2 separate regions of the Ovis aries genome follow, and region 2 is linked to region 1. The links are chromatin contacts, called in public Hi-C maps. All regions are on one chromosome and are shown on one strand. The core of a region is the stretch at or near the end of the contact, and the rest is flanking DNA. Distances in the headings are between cores, read along the strand shown. Region 1 holds the start of CAVIN4 (caveolae associated protein 4). Region 2 holds the start of LOC101123603 (F-box/WD repeat-containing protein 12).

The links. Hi-C and Micro-C count contacts between places; a contact is called where the count stands out from the background.
Region 2: a contact with region 1 is called in a Hi-C map of skin fibroblasts, with 4 times the contacts expected there. The contact joins the promoter of LOC101123603 here to the promoter of CAVIN4 in region 1. A contact is called at or near these places in 2 of 16 Hi-C or Micro-C datasets (muscle and skin fibroblasts).

The regions. Positions count from the first base shown.
Region 1 is chr2:22,567,329-22,572,205 of ARS-UI_Ramb_v3.0, reverse strand. CAVIN4 (caveolae associated protein 4) reads left to right here and starts at 2,563. Exons shown (of 2, transcript XM_004004049.5): 1 at 2,563-3,034. The coding sequence starts at 2,627. It overlaps TMEFF1 (transmembrane protein with EGF like and two follistatin like domains 1), which reads left to right. Exons shown (of 9, transcript XM_042242956.1): 9 at 997-2,114. The coding sequence ends at 1,081.
Region 2 is chr2:22,851,938-22,856,814 of ARS-UI_Ramb_v3.0, reverse strand. LOC101123603 (F-box/WD repeat-containing protein 12) reads left to right here and starts at 2,035. Exons shown (of 10, transcript XM_060409009.1): 1 at 2,035-4,854. The coding sequence starts at 4,585. CDK20 (cyclin dependent kinase 20) reads left to right here. Exons shown (of 8, transcript XM_012115120.5): 8 at 1,078-2,039. The coding sequence ends at 1,275.

The DNA.
Region 1 (4,877 bases), core at 1,314-3,813:
TTTTTATGAGGATAAGTAAGGTAAAATTTGTGAAAAACAGTATGTAAACTGGAAGTGTCACCATCAGGGCTTTTACATCAAGACAAAGTAGTGCTCTTGGAAAATGAGTAAAAATCTGGAACTTCAGGGTGGAAGTTCTCATTGTCTCAAGACTTTCTTACCAGTAGATTATAAAGTTCTTGCTGGAAGAGATTTTAGAGGTTAGTCCAACTCTTAATATTTTGCTTATAGAAAAAGGGGGTTGCACAGCTAGTTTCTAGCAGAGCCTAAACTCCGAATTACTGGAGCTCATCCAGCTTCCTTTATTCCATGTTGTGTAGTGTATAGCACTTTGTGCACAGTGAGAGCTGATTGCGTTTACATTCTAGTGGGTGGGCACATGGCATGACAGGCTTCAAACCACTGCAGAGAAACATGCACAGAACTGTGAGAGCCGACTGAGAAGTATCTCTTATCCCCCGGTTCTGTCCTGGGTTTTGTGGTTTGTCCCAGCAGGGTGTCGAATGACTTCTTCTGAGTTACTGTCTAAAATAACTAGGCATTTCCTGTATTTTCTGATTTGAGGGATAAGCACATTTCTTCCTGATTTCTCCTTCATCTAAGCTGTCCTTGTCATTTTGAGGGTGTTGTCATGCTCAGAGAAAGTACATAAGTAAGGATCCTTTCTGCTGTCACAAGTTTCCATGTTACCAGTCACTGCGGTTTGGCAATTGCCAGGCCAGAAGAAGGGTGGCTATTCCTCTTGGGGTTGCACATGCAGTGGGAGGCCCTGGGAGTGAGCTTCATTTGTGTTTACACCTGCATTGCATGTCTAACCCTCTTACCTCCCAGCTTTGTAGGAAAGGCGGCAGTCTGACATGATGGTCTGTCATCAAATCGCATCTCTTTCTGTTTCATGTGACCATTTGCAATGTGGCTTTATGTGTGGAATGTGTATTAACCTAGAAACATTTGAAATATCCTAAACAAAATGACATTTTCCTTTTTTCTTAACAGAAAATGCCCTAAAAATAATAGAGGACGACGACAGAAGCAAAACCTAGGTCATTTTACTTCAGATACGTCATCCAGAATGGTCTGAACTGGTGACTTTTATATGTACACTGACCATGTGATGTACATTTATTATGTCTTTTTTTAAAGAATGGAAATATTTATTTCAGAGGCCTTATTTTTGGACATTTTTAGTGTAGTACTGTTGGCTCGTATTTAGAATATTCAGCTACAACAGTTTTGGACTGTTTAGTAGTCTTTGTTTTATGTTTTTAAATACAGAAATTGATTTCACAAATTTGTACCACATGGTAATTCTAAGACTTGTTCTTTACCCATGGAATGTAATATTTTTGCAAAGATGGACCACTTCACAAAAGGTTACAAAGTCATACCCACTTCTTCCACAATGACCGCAGCAAATGACCAAGCATGAACTAAAGGTAAAGATGTTTACAGATTACTTTTCTTACAAAAAAAAAAAAATCTAGAAGACACTGTGTTTAGACATTTCAATGTTTTTGAGATTTATTAACTGATTTTTTAGACACTGCCTATCGCATGAAATATAAAGTTGTGTGTGTTAGATGTAAAATATTTATAAGATGTATGGACTGGAATTTGATCATTCCTCTCTTTGAAAAAATAATTCTGAATTAATTTTTGAAAGTATATGGTAGCAATGATGAAACGGATCACGGAAAAGTAGACTTAGATGTTGTGAAAATAGTCTGTTTAACAAGCAGATTGGAATAAAGCCGACTGTCATTTAAACTACTTTAATATACATTCATTTTTAAAGAGAGTATTTGTTTTAACATAAATAAACCAATGGTATCAGTGTTTGTGAATAAAATGCAAAAATGATTGTTAACAATTGGTGCTCTTTGTGTGAGCTTAAAAATCATCTCAGACCTCTATCCAAATTTGTTCTGTAGTGATAGCTATACTAATAGATTGTTGATGTTTAAAGATCTGAAGTGTGAGTAGAATGTGTTCAGCTGTTTAACATGTAGTTTAGGTATTCAGAAGTATGCATGTAGAATTTAAGAATATGTTCAAAATATTAATTTTAATATTTGGTTTGGAAAAGCATGTTATAATATAATGTTTTCACTATATGGCCTCTGTTTTGGTGTGTTTATTTACTGCATTCTTTGATATTGATATATCAGTACATTTAATATGTGAGATTAATGGAAAAAACAGATTTCTGTTCAAAATTCCCAGTTGCTTTTTATAAATAATGTTTGAAATTGTCTAAAGGCAAAAGGCTTCACCCATCACTTAAAGTTTGCTTGTTTAGTTATTTGGCTTCTAGGCTTAATATTAGTAACACGGTGGCTTTAGGGAACTTTTCTTTTTAAAAAGCTTCCCTCTTCTACCCACACAGTCTTATTTGAGCCCCTTAGTCAGTCAGTAAGCATGTTTGGAACAGCACCCAGTGCTTTGCGAGGGTTCATATTGCAGAACAGTCATCTATGGGTATTTGTAGTTACAAATACTTGACCAGCCTCCAGGGGTGGGGCTTCCAACCCTTTAAGCAACCCTGTTGCCCGTTATCAAGCTAACTTTTTGCCCTCAGTGCCAGAATTGATTGTGGTAAGACATCTTTCACTGAGAACTAATTAAAATGGAGCATAATGGGTCAGCTTCAAATGCTGATAAAATCCACCAGAATCGCCTGTCGAATGTGACAGAAGATGAAGACCAAGATGCCGCTCTCACCATTGTGACTGTGCTGGACAAAGTCGCTGCCATCGTGGACAGCGTGCAGGCCAGCCAGAAGAGGATAGAGGAGAGACACAGGGTGATGGAGAACGCCGTCAAGTCCGTCCAGATCGACCTGCTCAAGTTTTCACAGTCACACAGCAACATGGGCTATGTCATTAACAAGTTGTTTGAGAAAACCCGAAAGGTCAGTGCTCACATTAAAGACGTGAAGGCCCGGGTGGAGAAGCAACAAACTCATGTTAAAAAAGTTGAAGCTAAGCAAGAAGAAATAATGAAGAAAAACAAATTCCGTGTGGTCATATTCCAGGTAAGCTGTGTGTTTAACTCAATGACTGCAATCTTTTGCATCCTTTAATGGCCAGCGTGTCCTATCCGAGTTTCCAGTGTTACATGGTGACTGTTGTATACATGTGTGTGGTGGAGTTCTGTATCAGCAGGGATCTCAGGATAAAGCCATTTCTCTGTTAACTGGTGTACTATTATGTCCGTGTTTTGAGCTTCTCAACCATTCCATGTAATATGAACTGTGGATCATAGCTGAGTCTATTTCTTGCCTTTGAAACTTAATATTGGTAATCCGCTTTTGGGATATTAGCCATATTAGCATGGTGCCCTCTCATAGCCTTTGAGAAGGTTAGAACTAGAAGATAGCGAAGAAGCCTCCAGTTTAAAACACCTCTTTGTTGTATGGAAAAAAAAAAAAAAAAAAAGAAACTGAGGACCTGTAGCCCCACAGTGTGGTTCTTTCCCTTGCTATGGAGAGCCTGGAAAGCCCTAAACAATAAAAATGTAAACTTTGCAGAAATTAATTTGTCTATTGAATTTTTTGCATATAATAATGTGTAAGTCACAGTTATAAGCAAAACAGTATTTCTTGACGAACAATCAGGCAGTTCTTTTTTTTTCTTATAGTTATACAAGCATAGGAGTCACTTAAGTAATTCCTTATATTTGATTATAATGCCTCTTAGCTGATTTTATATGGTAGTTTTTATGTGGCATTGTGTATTGAGCTAGTAAGTTCCTATCTTCCTATCTTATCTGCACTTGACCCTCATGTTTTTTGAGATAGGAATGCATCCATGGCAAATGCCTAAAACCTATTGTATGTTTTAAAACTATTATAAATCAAAAGGGAAAAGCTTGAACTCTCATGGTAGAAAAATTGGAAAGTCATTATCAGTCAGTTCACAGAACACCAAATAAATGAGCAAAATTCCACTTTCACCTATTTAAATATTTATAGTTACTGAAACATATTCTGAGTTTAAGAATAGGAAATAATAAGCACTTTCATTTTCTGCTAGTAGAATATTAATTGGTACATTTCTGGAGGGTGGTTTTGGTAGTATGTGTTAAGAACCTTAAAAATTCACAAACCTTTGGCTTCAAAATTTCACATCAAAGAACTTGTTCTATGTGTAAAATCAGGAATATGTGCAGGGATGTTCACTAGTGCGTATTTGTAATGTTATCATGCTGTATTTTTTAAATGGGTGGATGCCCATATGCATACGGGAAAAGCCTAGAAGAATAAAAACAAATTGAAATAGGAACACAGTTGGATTATGTAGGCGGGTATTTGTAAGATACCAGGGATGTGGGCCATTAATGCCCCAGGGGATTCTTTACACTTTAGTCAGTTCTTTGTAGCCCACTGTTGACTGATAAGGTTACACTGGCATAGTAAGTGGTATTTAGGATTTGTTGTGAAGAGCCTGTTAGTTATTTAGGAGAAAGAATGAGAAGAGAAGGTTGCTGATTTCAGAGGTAGGCAGGTTGGACTATGCCATCTGAAGGGCTTTGCCATTTCTTCCCCCCTGCCACACCCCCCAAGTCCCTGAAACTCCTTCTCCAGACTTTTTGGGAAAACACACACACACACACACGCATCTGTCATCTTACTATCAGAAGCCTTTGGCAGTGTATGTAATGGGTCTAGATTTAGTACGAGAATATAGTCTTCATTCTTGAATTCACTTTTCCAAGGGCATTAATAGTCATCGGTATATCTCACGCTCCACTTGCATGAGGCATGCCAGGAAACATTCTTAGTATCCAGCATTTCTTCTGAGAACCTTTCTGTGAAGAGTAGACCAGGTAACAATCAGTATTTCAGTTCAGTTCAGTTCAGTTGCTCAGTCGTGTCT
Region 2 (4,877 bases), core at 786-3,285, 290 kb before region 1:
TTACATACACCCACTGTGAGTTCCAATGTCAGCAATGCCTTTAGGATGTACTGAAGCCAACCGAGGCTTCCCAGGTAGTGCTAGTGATAAAGAATTTGCCTGCCAGTGCAGGAGACATTAAAAAAAAAAGATGCAGGTTCGATCCCTGGGTCAGGAAGATCCTCTGGAGAAGCGAATGGTACCTCACTCCAGTATTCTTGCCTGGGAAATCCTAAGGACAGAGGAGCCTGGCGGGCAAAGTGTTGGACGTGACTAAAGCGACTTAGCACACACACACAAAGCCAACCGATCACTTCTCAGCCCCGCGCTGCTGCCTCCAGTCTAAGCGCCTCCTGCCTCCCCGCAAGTCCCCAATTGCCTCCCAGAGTCTGCTTCTCCTCCTGCCCATTCAGTCTCTCCACCCTGCAGAGAGTGGGACCTTGTCCAGGCAGGCTGTCACATCTTCCCCTGCAGGGCTCTCTCCTCAGCCAAAAAGCCCAGGTCCTAGTGGCCCACAGGCATCACACACGTGGGGCCGTCACGTCTGTGACCCTGCAGCTCCCTTCCCCTTGCTCACTCCGTGGGACCTCAAGCCTCCTCCAGGTCCTAAGGTCTGTGTACTTCTGTCCCAGAGCCTCACTCATTCAGCTTTCAGATCTCTGCTCAAGTGCTACCTCTTGGGGCCTACCCTCCCATTCTTCAGGCCTGCAGCTGCCCTAGTTTTCCTTGTCCACGCTCTGACTTTCTCTTTCCCACAGCACCAATCATCTGATGCACTGTTTATCTTACTTTTTCTTGTTTATCCCCCCCGTGCTGTGCTGTGCTTAGTCGCTCAATCATGTCCAGCCCCTGACTATATGGAAGACTTGAAGGCAGAGCTCTTTGTTCAGTTCACTGCTACATCTCCTGTCTTTGGAGCAGTGCTGAAACAGTGAACACTCAGAGCTGTTGGGATCATCTTGAATGGAGAATGCGTGAATGAGAAAATTTCTTCCGGGGTATTCATATCCCCCGCTGCTCCCACAGAGGGAAATGAGCTGAACCTGGAAGGCTGCAGTGACCGATTTCCTTTTGCTATCTCTTTCTCACTCCCCTCAGGCCCTCCTGCACCACTACTTCTTCACAGCTCCCCTGCCTGTCCACCCCTCGGAGCTGCCGATCCCCCAGCGCCCAGGGGGACCTGCACCCAAGGCCCACCCAGGACCCCCGCACGTCCATGACTTCCACGTGGACCGGCCTCTCGAGGAGTCACTGTTGAACCCGGAGCTGATTCGGCCTTTCATCCCGGAGGGCTGAGATGCAGGGCCAGGCCCTGTTGGCTTGTCCCCCCAACTTCCTGCCCCTCCCAAGGACAACCCAAGCCACTCTCTGCTCCAGCCTGATTTCAACCACAGTGGCCCTGGTCCTGGCCAGATGATGAGGCCATCCAGCCCCAGCAGAGGGCGCCCTCAACCTGTGCTGTCGGCCTCCCACCTGTGTGCTGAAGGAAGCAGTGAGTTCCACTGCATGCCTGTCATCATCAGGGATTCCACCGGTCAGGGATTGTCCCAGTGGAACCATCTAAGGCAGCACTGAGTTTACCATGTCCTCATGTTGGAAACCCAAGTGAGAAGGAAAGTTTGGTTTGATTTTGTTCTCAGACATTAAACACTAGTTCAACTTTGAGATTTATTATAAAAACCCTGAATAGTTCTATGTGACGTACGCCCCTCTTCCATAGTTCATATAGAAAGAAGTGGCCGAGGTGGCATCATCTCTTGATCCTTGTTTCTCTCTGGTCACTTGGAAAGTGGCCCCATTCATGGCTACTTTAGTCTTGGGGGCTTCCTAGGTTCTTCATGTAACAGAGCTCCTTTTAGAGGTGAGGTGGCAGAAGGCAAGGGCCAGGGATGGCTCAAGTGGGGGACCCCGTAGTGACCCTCTACACCTTAAACTGGTTTACCAGCATCACCCTCAGGATAAGGGTGCACCTTATCCTCTTCGCTCAGAGATATCTTGCAAATAAGACAGACATTCCTGGAATTCATTTGTTAATTCAGTAAATATCAAAACAATCTGAACTTGCTTTTGTCTTTCTTATTTAATAATTTGGCAAGCCAACTCTAAAATATATATGTGGAAATGAAAAGGTTAAAAGGAGGGAGAAGCAGAAGAAAAGGAGAAAAGCAATGAAAGGATTTACCGTATCAGATACATACCAAGACATATCATAGGGCTATAGTAAATAAGACAGTGTACTGTTTGTTCATGGACAGATTAAAAACAGACAAGTGAGAGAAACTTACTAGCAGTTTTTTATTCAAAATATACATTTTGTGCTCATATGTATAAACTTCTGCAAGCACTGAGGTTACAGAGGTGACTAACTGCCACCATCACTGCCCTCTAGGCTCTTTGAGGGTAAAGCACAGTAAACTCAGTTGTTGCTTGCAAGGATGAGTTTAAGTGTCTCATGTGACTTTAAAGGTATTTTAAGGATCTGGCTTCTGCGTGTTTGTCCAGCCACATCTGAAGACTAAGTAAGCTTCAGTCTAGCTCAATTTCTGGTATCTCTCACCTCCATATAAATGTGGGTCTAGACCCAAACCCTGATCACTGATACTCAGCCAGTTCTGCTCACAAAGACTCTATAAACCTTACCCCCACCCCCGACACAGACCCTAGCCTTGACCTTGAGCCTTAAATTTAACCTGACTCTATTACCCTGACCCTGGCACATACCCTCACTCTCACCTTCACTCAGTTCTTCAGCAGCCCCTTCCCCACCCACCCCCCACCCCCGGCCACTGGCCTGGCTTTGATCTTGCATTGACTCTGACCTTCATTCCAAACTCTGACCTCATTTGACCTAAAATTTAACCTTGTCCTTGAACTTGGCTCTCATTTTTACCTTAACCATGACTATCTAATTGATATTTATCTTACTTTGTTTCTCATGTTGACCCTGGGATTGAACTCAGGTCTCCTGCATTGCAGGCAGATACTTTACTGTCTGAGCACTGTACTCAAGCTGAAACTGAAACTAGTCTGCACCCCAAACCTGATCATGACTCTGGTTCTGACATTCATCTTGCCATGGACTCACACTTGGCTGACACCACTGACACCCTAATCCCATCATGACCTTGAACTTGACCTAGACCTTAACCCTGAAATTGAACTTCAGGGTGATATAGCCCTTCATGATTATGATGACTCTGATCCTCAGCCTAATCATCACCTCCATCTTGACCTATCCTCACGTTGAAACTTAAGCCTGATTTTGACTACAAGCCAAACTCTGACACTCTGTGGTAAGAAGACTAATGTTACCCTAAAAATGCCCATGTCCTAAGCTATGAATGTGCTGTTTTACACACAGAAGGGATTTTGCAAATGTAATTAAAGGAATGAGATGTAAAGAGTGTCCTGGATTATGCAGATTGGGCCAATGTAATTGGGGGAGGGAAGGGAGAGTTGGAGGAGAACTTAATTCCTGCCAGCAGGAGTAGAAATGGAACCCCACCTTGACTTAATTGACCTTGACTTTCATAATGTCATGCTCACCCTGACACTGACATTATCCTCACATTGATCTTGACCCTGAATCCAACACTGATTCTAATTCTGAACATCAACCTCACCCTCAACTTGACCCTGAATCCTACTCAGAACTGGACATGCACTGTCAACCTGAACCCAACTTTTACTTTCATCCCCAAAATACCATCTTTCTTATCCTGACATTCATCCTCTCACTGACCCTCTGCAATGGAGGCACAACTTGATCTTGACTGTCACACTGATCTCAAACTTGAATTGGATCTTGAAACTAACCCTGGATCTAAAATTTCCTTCACACTGATCTTGTCCTTGAACCTGATTCCAATGACATGACCTTGACCTTTTTGTGATCTTAACCCTTAACCTGACAGAATTTTACCTTGAACTGGACAGTCACCCTATTTCTGATCTTCATGAATCTGTCCCTGATCTTACCCTCATCCTGACTGTGACCCTAACTGCTCTGACACTGAGCTAGATCATGATCCTCACCCTTACACTAACTCTGATCTTTGATATGGTCATGACAAGTCCAGAGTGAGGTCCGGGGTCAGGTCCAAGGCAGGGGTCATGACAAAGGAGACACTAGGTGAGGGCCAGTGCCAGGGTAAGGGGGAGGCTGGGGGTCTCTGTGGAGGTGACTGTGAAGGTGAGAGCCATGGCTAGGGCAAAATTCGGGGTGAAGGAATGTTAGGGTGTGTCAGGGTCAGGTGAGGGTAAGAATAGGGGTGGGGTAGATGTCAGATGCTAATGAGGTCAAGGGCAATGATTAGGGTGAGGCTGAAGAAAAGGGACAAGGTCTGGATACGGGCCAGCACCAGGGCAAGGGCTCAGGAGGTACTTGGTGCAGGGGCGCCACAAGTTCCAGTGTAAGGGTCAGTGCAAGGGCGAAGGTCAGAACGAAGATGAATGTCCGTATAAGGGGGTGAGCGAGGTTCTGGGCTACTGTCAGGACAAGAGCAAGTGCCAAGGGGAAGCTCAAAAGCCAGCTGAAGACTAACAGAAGCGGAGCCGGCGTGCTATTACTGGAAGGAGTAACAGCACCGCGGCTGACCAAGAATTATGCCAGCCGGCCGGAAGCCGGCGGGTTGGGCGGGGCGCGGCCTGCGGAAAGAGGTTCAGCTTGAGGGGTGGGGCCCGGCCTACGGGGCGGGGCTCGGCCTCGGGGGCGGGGCTCGGCCTACGGGGGCGGAAGCGCGGCGAAGGCGTGGCCAAGCCCCGGCGTCCTGGGCGGCGGGCGCCATGGAACCGCGCCTGGGGTTGCATGAACTGTTGCATATCTTTTCCTTCTTGGAGGCTCGCGACCTGCTCTGCGCCGCCCAAGTGGACAAGGTAGTGCGTCCTGTCCCAGGTGG